Regions from separate parts of the Drosophila melanogaster genome. Here region 2 is linked to region 1. Evidence: chromatin contacts called from public Hi-C data. All regions are on one chromosome and are shown on one strand. The core of a region is the stretch at or near the end of the contact, and the rest is flanking DNA. Distances in the headings are between cores, read along the strand shown. Region 1 holds the start of T48 (Transcript 48). Region 2 holds the start of spz (spatzle).

Evidence for each region. A called contact is a pair of places that touch in the nucleus more often than the background predicts.
Region 2: a contact with region 1 is called in a Hi-C map of the Kc167 cell line, with 2.8 times the contacts expected there. A contact is called at or near these places in 4 of 107 Hi-C or Micro-C datasets (the Kc167 cell line, the S2 cell line, brain and 1 more).

What each region holds. Positions count from the first base shown.
Region 1 is chr3R:26,878,754-26,883,572 of dm6, reverse strand. T48 (Transcript 48) reads right to left here and starts at 1,839. Exons shown (of 3, transcript NM_001276070.1): 1 at 1,510-1,839. It overlaps ro (rough), which reads left to right and starts at 2,402. Exons shown (of 3, transcript NM_170294.1): 1 at 2,402-3,008. The coding sequence starts at 2,468. It overlaps CG5500, which reads right to left. Exons shown (of 3, transcript NM_143254.3): 2 at 3,737-4,094; 3 at 3,114-3,488. The coding sequence starts at 3,979. The coding sequence ends at 3,228.
Region 2 is chr3R:27,067,220-27,072,038 of dm6, reverse strand. It overlaps spz (spatzle), which reads left to right and starts at 1,969. Exons shown (of 6, transcript NM_001144644.2): 1 at 1,969-2,895. The coding sequence starts at 2,830.

The DNA of each region.
Region 1 (4,819 bases), core at 590-3,089:
TCGCATATGTGTGCCAATCTTTATCACTTTGGAGTGGCAGTAGGGAAAGGCTATAAAACAGATTTGGAATGGGTTTGCAAGTATTTTTAGCTTTCCCAAGGGAGCAAGCGATTCCGATTTCCAAGCGGGTTTTTTTTTTATCAAGTTCAAGAGAAATGCATATCGGAATATAAGGAATACTACAAGTTTAACATTCTTATCGCAGTAAAATAAAAATAAACACAACATCTTAAGAAATGTAAAGGTATACAAATCGTAGAATGTTTCTAAACACATATAATATATCGATCTTAAACTATTTGGGTTCCAAACATTTCCTGTCTCAAAGCATTCTAATACCCATGTGCATTCGTCACTATTTTGTTTGCTACCACTTGCATTACTATTCTACACTCGAATTTCTAACGGTAACCGGACAACACACATTGCCAACAGCTGTTAGTCGTTGTTGTTGCGCTGTTAATTGGTAAGTACGCGACATTTCTATCAATCAAACATAAAAGTCCGCGTTCATTTCCATAACAATTTTCCCGTAATATGCTGCGCATGCGCAGGATAATGAAAACGAGCCCACGAGAAATCCCGCGGTGGGAATTAGGGAATCAAAAGAAATCCCACAATAAGCCCCTCGCGAATGCCTCCGCCCACGCCTCTGCATGTGCAAGCGGGATGGCCAGAGGCAGGAAGTTCTGCGTGCGAGCGAGAGGCAGCGTGCACCCTTAGCGCCGCTCATAAATGTCAATGGAAATGAAAAGGCTGATGTTATTGTTTTTTTTCGTTTGTTTTTGGATGGAAAACAGAATGAACAACATGTGGGTTTCGCTTTATTAAACATCGCCTGGAGGAGGAAATGCCGAAGAGGCTCTACACACGACAAAAAATATACAAACATTCTAAAGACTCAAAACACTATGCTTAAATATTTGCAAATTTATTTTAAGGTCTTTCAGCACAATGATGTGATGTATTGATGTATAAATTTAAGGTTACTGTTTGTAATTCATTAAATATGATTGTTTTGCAATTGATTCCAATCCAGTTTGATTACTTTTTAAGTCGAGGTTCATGTCTGAATTTCATTTTTCTGTGCAACCAGAAGGTATTTATAAATTGAGCTCAAAAAAATAAAACGCACGAAAAATGTTCAAAAAATTTGCATATGTCAGTGTAACAAAAAACCGAAATTGATGGATGGAAAAAAGTCGGCGACTGAAAAACACACACTCGCGGGCTTAAGCCAAATAAGCTCTAAACGAAACGAAACGAGTTTTAACAAAATATTTTTGCATTGCTCAAACGCAGCTCAGAGCCGTCAGAGAAACAAACACAAATGCACGCCGGGGCCAAATAAAAGCCATTCAATTAATATCCGGACAGAAAACAACAAACAAAAGTCGCTGCAATTTTTCTGGTTTTATTTGTTTTGCACTGCTCCCATTTTGTGGTGTTTGAGGGGATATGGGAATTCGATAAACAAAATCGAAATTGGCCAAAATCGAAGGGATGTACCTTTTTTTTTCTTATTTTCGTCACCACTTGTTGGTCTTTGTTTATTGTTATTATTCTTTATTGGCACTTTCGGTGGCTGCGACAGCTGCGCGAACTAACGGTACGTGCAAATCGGTTGCGCAGCGCAGACGGATTGGCAACATAACCGTAATCGTTTGTTTTTGTTTTCGTTCTTTCGATCACTATCACTTCATCGATACTTCTTTCCCAAAACAGCACACGTTTACGCACCGAAGTTTTGGGAACACATTATCCATGCTGATATAATCCACGAACTCGACTCGACTCGATTCGATTTGATTCGATCCCTCGCGCGCGCTATGTAAAATTACAGATAGTGGCGCGATTCGGTTGCTTATATAGACTTTTTGCCATTTAGACGGACCGTTTATGGTAGTTTGAAAAATGCATGAAATACATTGAAGAAGCAAATGCTGATTGCCCACCTCTAGGGATCTCGCTCTTAAGGTTGTTGTCCTCGCAAAGCACTGGCGAGGTAAGAAACTTGGCTAAACCAGGGACTGTACGCACACACTGCTTGTATGAAGACGTGAGTACTGCTTGCTTAAGAGTGGGCGGAGCTTATTTAGGCACACTGCTTGCCACCCTTAAGTGAAACTTTGGCCGGAAGTAAAATTAGGGGTTAATTGCACGGCACTTCAGCCAATCAAACCGGGTTTCAGGCCACACTTCAGGTGTTTAGTGGGAAGGGGGTCCTTTTTTTTTATTATTATTATTAGTAAGCAGCATTTTAGGCGCCCCCGCTGCTGCTGTTAATTTTCTGATGTGCCGCGTAATTTGCTTTGTTTTTTTTTTTCACCCAGTTCCTCTGCCGACGTCGACGTCAGGATAAGCGTCGCTTGACCAGCGGAAGTAGAATTATTTGTGGCACTTCAGTCGCTCGCCGATTACCCAAGTGATTAGTTTGGACAGCTAACGCGGCACATCCTCAAACGAAATGCAACGTCACAAAGTTGAGATTGGCTCACCCGACGGCTCGCCGGGCATCAAAAGGAGTGACAGCTTAGATCCCATAGCGAACACTACGATTCTATCCGTGCCGCAACGTCCCTCGTCGCCGCGACAGTTTTTCGAACGTCTGTACGGGCATTTGGAAACGCGCTCCTCGGAAAATGGGGAAATCGACGTCGGAACACACGCCCACAAGCCGCCGCCCTGTGACACGCCCTATCACAGCGATGGAGGAAGCGTCTCCTCGCCAGACATTTCCATCAGCGATGAACGCACCTCGCTAGCCGCATATCCCGCCTACGATTTCTATGGTCACGCCAAGGACTATCCGCAGCATCCTAGCCAGCAGCACCAGCAGCATCATCATCATCACCATCATCCGCCGCAGCTGGTGCACCAGAAACTCAGCTACGTGAGCCCGCCGCCAGCAATTGCCGCCGGTGGAGCTGCGAATCCTGTCCTGCCACACGCATTCCCAGCCGGCTTCCCAAGTGACCCGCACTTCAGCGCCGGCTTTTCCGCATTTCGTGAGTACTTACATTTAAAAAAGAATGGTTTCTAACAATGTGTAGAATATTTGCAAAGCTATGCAGAATCTTTAGAACTACGAAAATAACTTCTTCAGAACCTTAACTCTTACATGTTTATTTTGAGGTTTCTTAGTTCTTACACACTAAGTACAAGAGTAAATTTGAGCTACTACGAATTTGGTCCTAACTAGATATTTAGGTGAGCGGGGATTTGTACTACGGCGGGGGCGAGGATTTCTTTGGCTTTCCCTGCTTCGCTGCTTTCTCCGCCGCCGCCTTCTCCTCCCGCTGCTTAGCCATCTGGCGCAGCTCCAGGCTGAGGAACATCTTCAGGTTCGGGTCGGTGATCTTGCTCAGCACAATCTCTCGCGCCTCCTCATCGTTGTCGCCCAGCAGCTTGGCCAGCGTCTGTGCGTAGTCCAGCCAAACGCAGTTGGCGCAGCCCGACATGCAGCAGGTGGTGGGCTCGGGAGGTATCTGCAAACGATTATATAATATGCAATCTCTTGAGCCACTTTCCTCTTAGGATAGAAAGTTATTTCAGTATTGTGATAACAATTGGATCCTTCGATAATACTGCTCAATAGTTTTAGAAGTTCATAGAACTACACTAAGTTTTGTGTTACAATACTAGATCGATGATCCTTTCTTTCTAATGAACTACAATCTTACCAACTGATATTTAACCTATAATAGCAATGATAACAACTAGCTTACAACATTACCTCTATGTTTCTGAGCCGCTTCCTTCCCTTGGTGGTTTTATCTTTGGCTTTGGGAGTGTCAGTGCCCGTCGTTGTGCTATTGGGCGGACAGCCACTTGCTGCCTCCTGGGCGGCCGCATCCTTGCTGCTGGCATCATCCTGGGAGCTGCTGCCCGACAATTGGCGGGCCAGTGAGGCCCAACGCTCGGCGCCACGTCGCAGGAGCAAGCATCGCGGACAGCTGAAGCCCAGGGGAGCCAACATTTCCGCCCGATCCCCGAAAGAGTTCGAAAGTTACGATTGAAAAGGCCCAGAGGAAGTGATGAGCATTTCACACGCCTGCGCAGGTGCAGCCCAGATGAACTTGGTTCCGCAGGAACTGCAAAAAAAAAAAGTCGGATACGCAAAAAAAAACTGATTAATCGTCAGTGCTGCAATATTGAATATCCCCCACATCTTCGCACCGAGTGCGCTGGCCAGGATTATGTAAAATCAGTTGGAAAAAAATAAACGAAACTAAGGTGGGGCAACCAAGCAATGCCACACAATGAGCTGCTGCTGCTGCTGCTGCTGCTGACCCCCAAATGCAAAGAAATTAGCCAAGGAAAAAAAATAACCGAATGCCAAGAAAAAATTAAAACGCATTGAGCCGTGAAAGTTTTCGTTTACTTGCGGCTTTTTCGTTTGCTCCTGATGAGGTGGCCAAGGTGGCCAGGTGCGGAGATGAGGTTGAGGGGATATTGAAACATGGAAATGCGTCGGCTAATGAAAATGATCGCAGGTTAAGGGTGAATGGGTTAGCCATTCGTAAGCAAGAAATCAAAGTTAAAGACACTTTGAAACCTTTTCTACGAGCAGAAACGTATTCTACATATGCAAGCATTTTTTAGATTCAGAACAGTTGATATATTTAATGCTAAACCAGCTTGGTAGTTACTATAAGTACTTGATCTTTAAATTAACTAACTTACAAGCCAAACTTTTGGTCAATCTCAAAAAAATAACAAGTGTCTGAAAAAATTAGCATTGTAATTGAGCTCGGCAGGAAACCTAAAAAAGCAAACACAAACAGCAAGCGAGGAGGGTTAAGCGAGGAAGACTCAT
Region 2 (4,819 bases), core at 720-3,219, 190 kb before region 1:
AGTGGAAGCTGAAATTATATACATTAACTTAGCTCATAAAAATACAATTTGGAAACCTCCTAAATATATGCACCACAAGCTTAATAGATCCCTAAAGTATGCAAGTAGATTTAAACAAGTTTGATGCAATCGTAATATATTGAAATGGTTTGTTCAGTTGAGGATTTAATTGATTTCTGAGAATTTTAGATTGTTTAGAACAGATATGTATGGGCATTACAATAATACAAAATTGCATCATCATGCAATTTAGTTATCTACTTACACAGCCCCCCTTCATTGCATTTTATTACGTACTAATTGATAAAGAAATTCTTATGAATCAACAGTGCAGCTGATGTTTCTACGAAATGGCCTCAACTCAGTCATTGGTGCATAATTCGGGGGAAAGGCTATGCTATGAGTAGATATGGCCAAGTAAAATGCATTCTGCTAAGAAGTTCCCGTTTTTCCATGGCGAACGACATCCACTTTGGGCCATAAACATAAGCACACAAGGTAGATCCATTCAGGCACGACTGCGTCAGATGCCGTTTACATGGCGATTACTTGCAGTGTGCGACTTAAAGATGCGGTTTTTTGTCCGCCGTTCTCGGAAATACCAATTGAGTCACCATCTTTCCCAAGCGCCTCAGCACGCTCCAAGGCGGCGACTGGCGGGCTAATTTAAGCGATTCGGATCTGCGGCTCCCATGACGCGTGCGCCAACGGAACTGGCGTTTGCGGCACCCGTTCGGAATATCAAATGTGTTAGAAATATTAGATGGGCTCCAACGTGGGGATAGTTTCATTGGTGGTGGTGCCGAGAGCAGAGCAGTTGTGCTCCGCGAGCTTTGATGCCGAGCTTTGGCCCGGCACCACTTTTACTTTCAGCAGCAACAAGTGCTGGCCGGCACCTTCTCACAGGTCAACTTGACCGACTGTGAGAAGCCCTACACTTGGCTAACATGGGTTTAGCCCGATAGAGAAGGTGGTAATCAACCACCCACTTGCCACAAAGTTTGGTTATTTTCAGCTCGGGGAAATTTCTATATTTTCGGGCTACCTATAAACTTGTTTTCTTTCTGGATTTAAATAAAAGTGATAATTCAATCGCTGCTTCTTTAAGTATACCTAATAAAAAAGCAATAAATCTCTAATCGCGTATGTTCAATAACAAGCGGACAGATAATAGTTAATTACTAAAATGGGTCGACGAAAAGGGCAAATTTGTACATAAGTGTTTATTAAGTACAGTATTCATTATTTCAAACGGAAACTTAATCATCCAAAATGCAGCTTTGATTGACTTCCGCAGATAACAAAGCTCTGACTTCGAGGCATCCAAACATTACTCTGTGGCTGCTCTAACTTTTTCGTAATATTTGTTTTAAAAAATTTTGCGATAACGAAGTTAATTTTTGGTGTCAAATGCCACTCAAACGATATGTACATTTTATGCAAAGCTTTATGGCAACTATGCTGATTAGAATGAATAAAATGTTTGTATGGAATTAGTTTTTGAAAGTATGTTTTTAACTTATGTGTTAAAATAGTACAATTGAGGGTTTGATATTCTTCTTAAAGCTCCAGTGATTTGTATTTGGTTTAACAACAGATGTAATTAAAAACGTTAGTCATTATAGTGTTAGTTTGATGTGCACTTACTTTTCTCCAAGTGTAATATGATTCAGATAATTCCGACTGGTAAAGTTTTTCGTGAAGCAGGCGCAATTAGTAGCACTGCTCGGAGTCAGCTGTGATAAAATCGCGGTCCGCTCGCCCAGACGTCCCGCTCCCTCGCACGACCCTCGCGCTCACTACCCATCCCGCTTCCACCGCCTCTGACCGGCGGCGTCTCGCTCGCGCACAGCGCCCGCTCCCGCTCACACTCTCGCAAGCTAGCTTAAAGCTGCACTTAAGCACTGAGCAATTGTTTGGGGGAGCAGACGAGTCGAGTCGGCGGCCTCTGGGCTCCACTTTTCATTTTCAGTTGCCTCCCAGACGTGCGCTCTCGCTGTCGTGTGTTCTCGATCGCGAGAAATCCAAATCGAAATCGCAGTCGAAATCGAACTTGGTTAATGCTTAACACTCTGCATGCCCGGGAGATATGGTGAAACTCTCGATCTGACCGGAAAATCCCAGCGCGCGTCGCTATAAACACTTAAGATCGGTGGCAGATGGTATCGGGCTTGAGGTCCATAAAAGCGCATTCATCTCGAGCTTTTCGTGTCACTCAAAGACGGCGCACAGAGCCGAAAAGTTGAAGACTCACATATCCTGCGATCAGCTACTTGGATAGCCCATTGCCCAGTTGCAAGCCAAATCGGTTATAAACGATATCAATATCGCGGCATTTCATCAGAGCAACCAAATCGAACCGATCCGAAAACGGTTCCACTAAAGCGGCGAGAGCGAAACTAAAGTGAAAAGCAAACCGACTAATTGAAGTGTCTGTCTGTGTGTCTCGCAAACGTGCAAAGGAAACAAACAAAACGGAATAGCCAACATATCACACAGAGCCACCGCACAAAATATTTATAAATAAATAAGAGGCAACAGTAACACCAGCTACCAGTATAAAGGCCCGGCATTAACATTTAGTCGTGCCAGTTTGTTTATTTTTTATATACGCAAAGCCCATAAAAAGAAAAAAACGCACAGATCACTAAAAAACAACAGCAGCCGGCGCTATAATAACAAAGTTGTAGAAATAAGAAAATTGGTATAAGACGCCACCGATCCGCCAATCACCTGCTATATACTATTACTAATCCCCGACGCAGACGTTCGCCGTCCGCAGAATCTATATATATTTATAAATCCAATTGATTAAGCCCGAGATCGAGCATGATGACGCCCATGTGGATATCGCTGTTCAAAGTCCTGCTGCTGCTGTTCGCCTTCTTTGCCACGGTGAGAAATTTACAATTTTACAAATTTCAAAACAGTCGAACCTCCATAAGGGAAACTTTCAAAAGAAGTTAAAGTTTTAAAATTTAAAGATCTTTGCGTCGAAACAATAATTTATTCCAAATCTATCTAATCTGATAAAAGGTTAAAGTCTCCTTGTCTTCTTAAGACAAGCACTTAAGATCTTAAGACTCCAGAACTTGATTTTTTGTTTATTTGAAACAGGTGCTCGCTTGTTCCAGTTATGAAAGTTCGACTGCATTTCTGTTTTTTTCTGTTCCGTGTTAATCTATGCTTAACATAACTGTCATTTCATTGCAATATATTTCGGGCTATGGGCTTTTTAGCTATTAAGATTTATTTTAGATTTTCCATAGTTGTTCTAGCAGTTCCATTAGCCGAAGGGCAGTTTCAAGTTTAAATTTAGTCACAGACTAGAAAACCTGTTCGCATTGCCAGCGGCAGGTTATGTGCAATTTTCATTCTCTATATGATAAATGCACATCATAGGCATTACAATAATATTAATTGACACAAACAATGCCAGACATTCTGCACACGACTTTGGAAGTAATTTACTGCCGGACAAATTGTATGATCATCTCTGTGAGAAAAGCAATTAGTTCGTATTAATGGCGTCGAATGTTAGAAAATCCGTTTGAAAAGCGCCCGAGAACTTTTGTCTTTCCGGTTTTCCGCGAATTCCGCAGCGGACCGGTTCTAAAGATCGTTTTCAGTTCTAGCTAAATTCCAATAGGTTCACGGAAAACCTAAAACTGTGATGGAAAAACGATCCAATGTTTGCCTTAGTTGCGTCTACGCCAAACACTGATGAACGCGTTTAAAAAAAGGTTGATTGCTAATTGATTGGGAAAAAACATTTCCGAGAAATCGCAAAAGTTCTCAGACAATCAAGTTCAGATGGGTTGGCACCTTAAAGCGGGTTTTCTACATGCTCGTCGAGACCCAATTTTAATTTGGGTAAATTCTGTTGACGATTCCATGGACTCTATTCAAGAATTTAAGCATAATAAAAAGTCTTGACGAGATTAGGGGCTATTATCAAGGCTTATTTATATCACTGCATATACATATATATATAACATAGAAATATTTTAAAGAGTAGCACTAAAAGTGCTGATAATTCTAAAATCGCCAAGCTATTTGCATAATTATGGTCCTCGGATTATCAATACATTAAAAGCAACTATTGGCTTGTTCTTTTATATAAATAACCTTCCGGTTGGATTATGTTGATTTTTATTCAGGATCGGCTTGCCTTTAGATTTTCCAATTATTCAGTCTTTATTGCTTGCGGAAGAGGGACATCCGTTTTCAAGTTGCTAAGCTAGAGGCAACTCTCGAGGGGATTATCAACTCTGATTTTGGACTCTGGCTGTTGTTATATGTATATAGGTTCGGGTCCTAACTCAACGGAACTATAGAATTGCGAGAGAAAACTGCGCTTGCCCGAAAAACAGCTGTTCAAACCTTTTGAATACGCAAATGTAGTGCCCGACAATAGAGAGAGAGAGAGAGAGAAGTCTGGGTTGACAAACAAACGAGCCCGAGCACCGACCCACGAATATATACTCCGTTGTCTTGGCAATGTTGATGAACTGCAAACAAAACTCTCACCTGTATCTTTCAGATAGTTTATATCAATATCGAATTAACGAAGCGACACGAGGCCGAGGTGAGGGCAGAGAAAACAGTGGCAGACTATAAGGCCCTTTTGGCTACCATTAACAATGGCGGACCCGGAAAGTCAGCATCTAATCACTTACAGGTGTGAGCACAGTGTCCCCGAGTGTCCCGAAACAGACCCAGTTGTATCGTTATGCTTAACACCTTAATAGCCTTAATTTGTCTGTGGTGTGGTCAAAACTTCTGAACCGAGACTAAAGTCTATTGTCTTGTCTTTTTA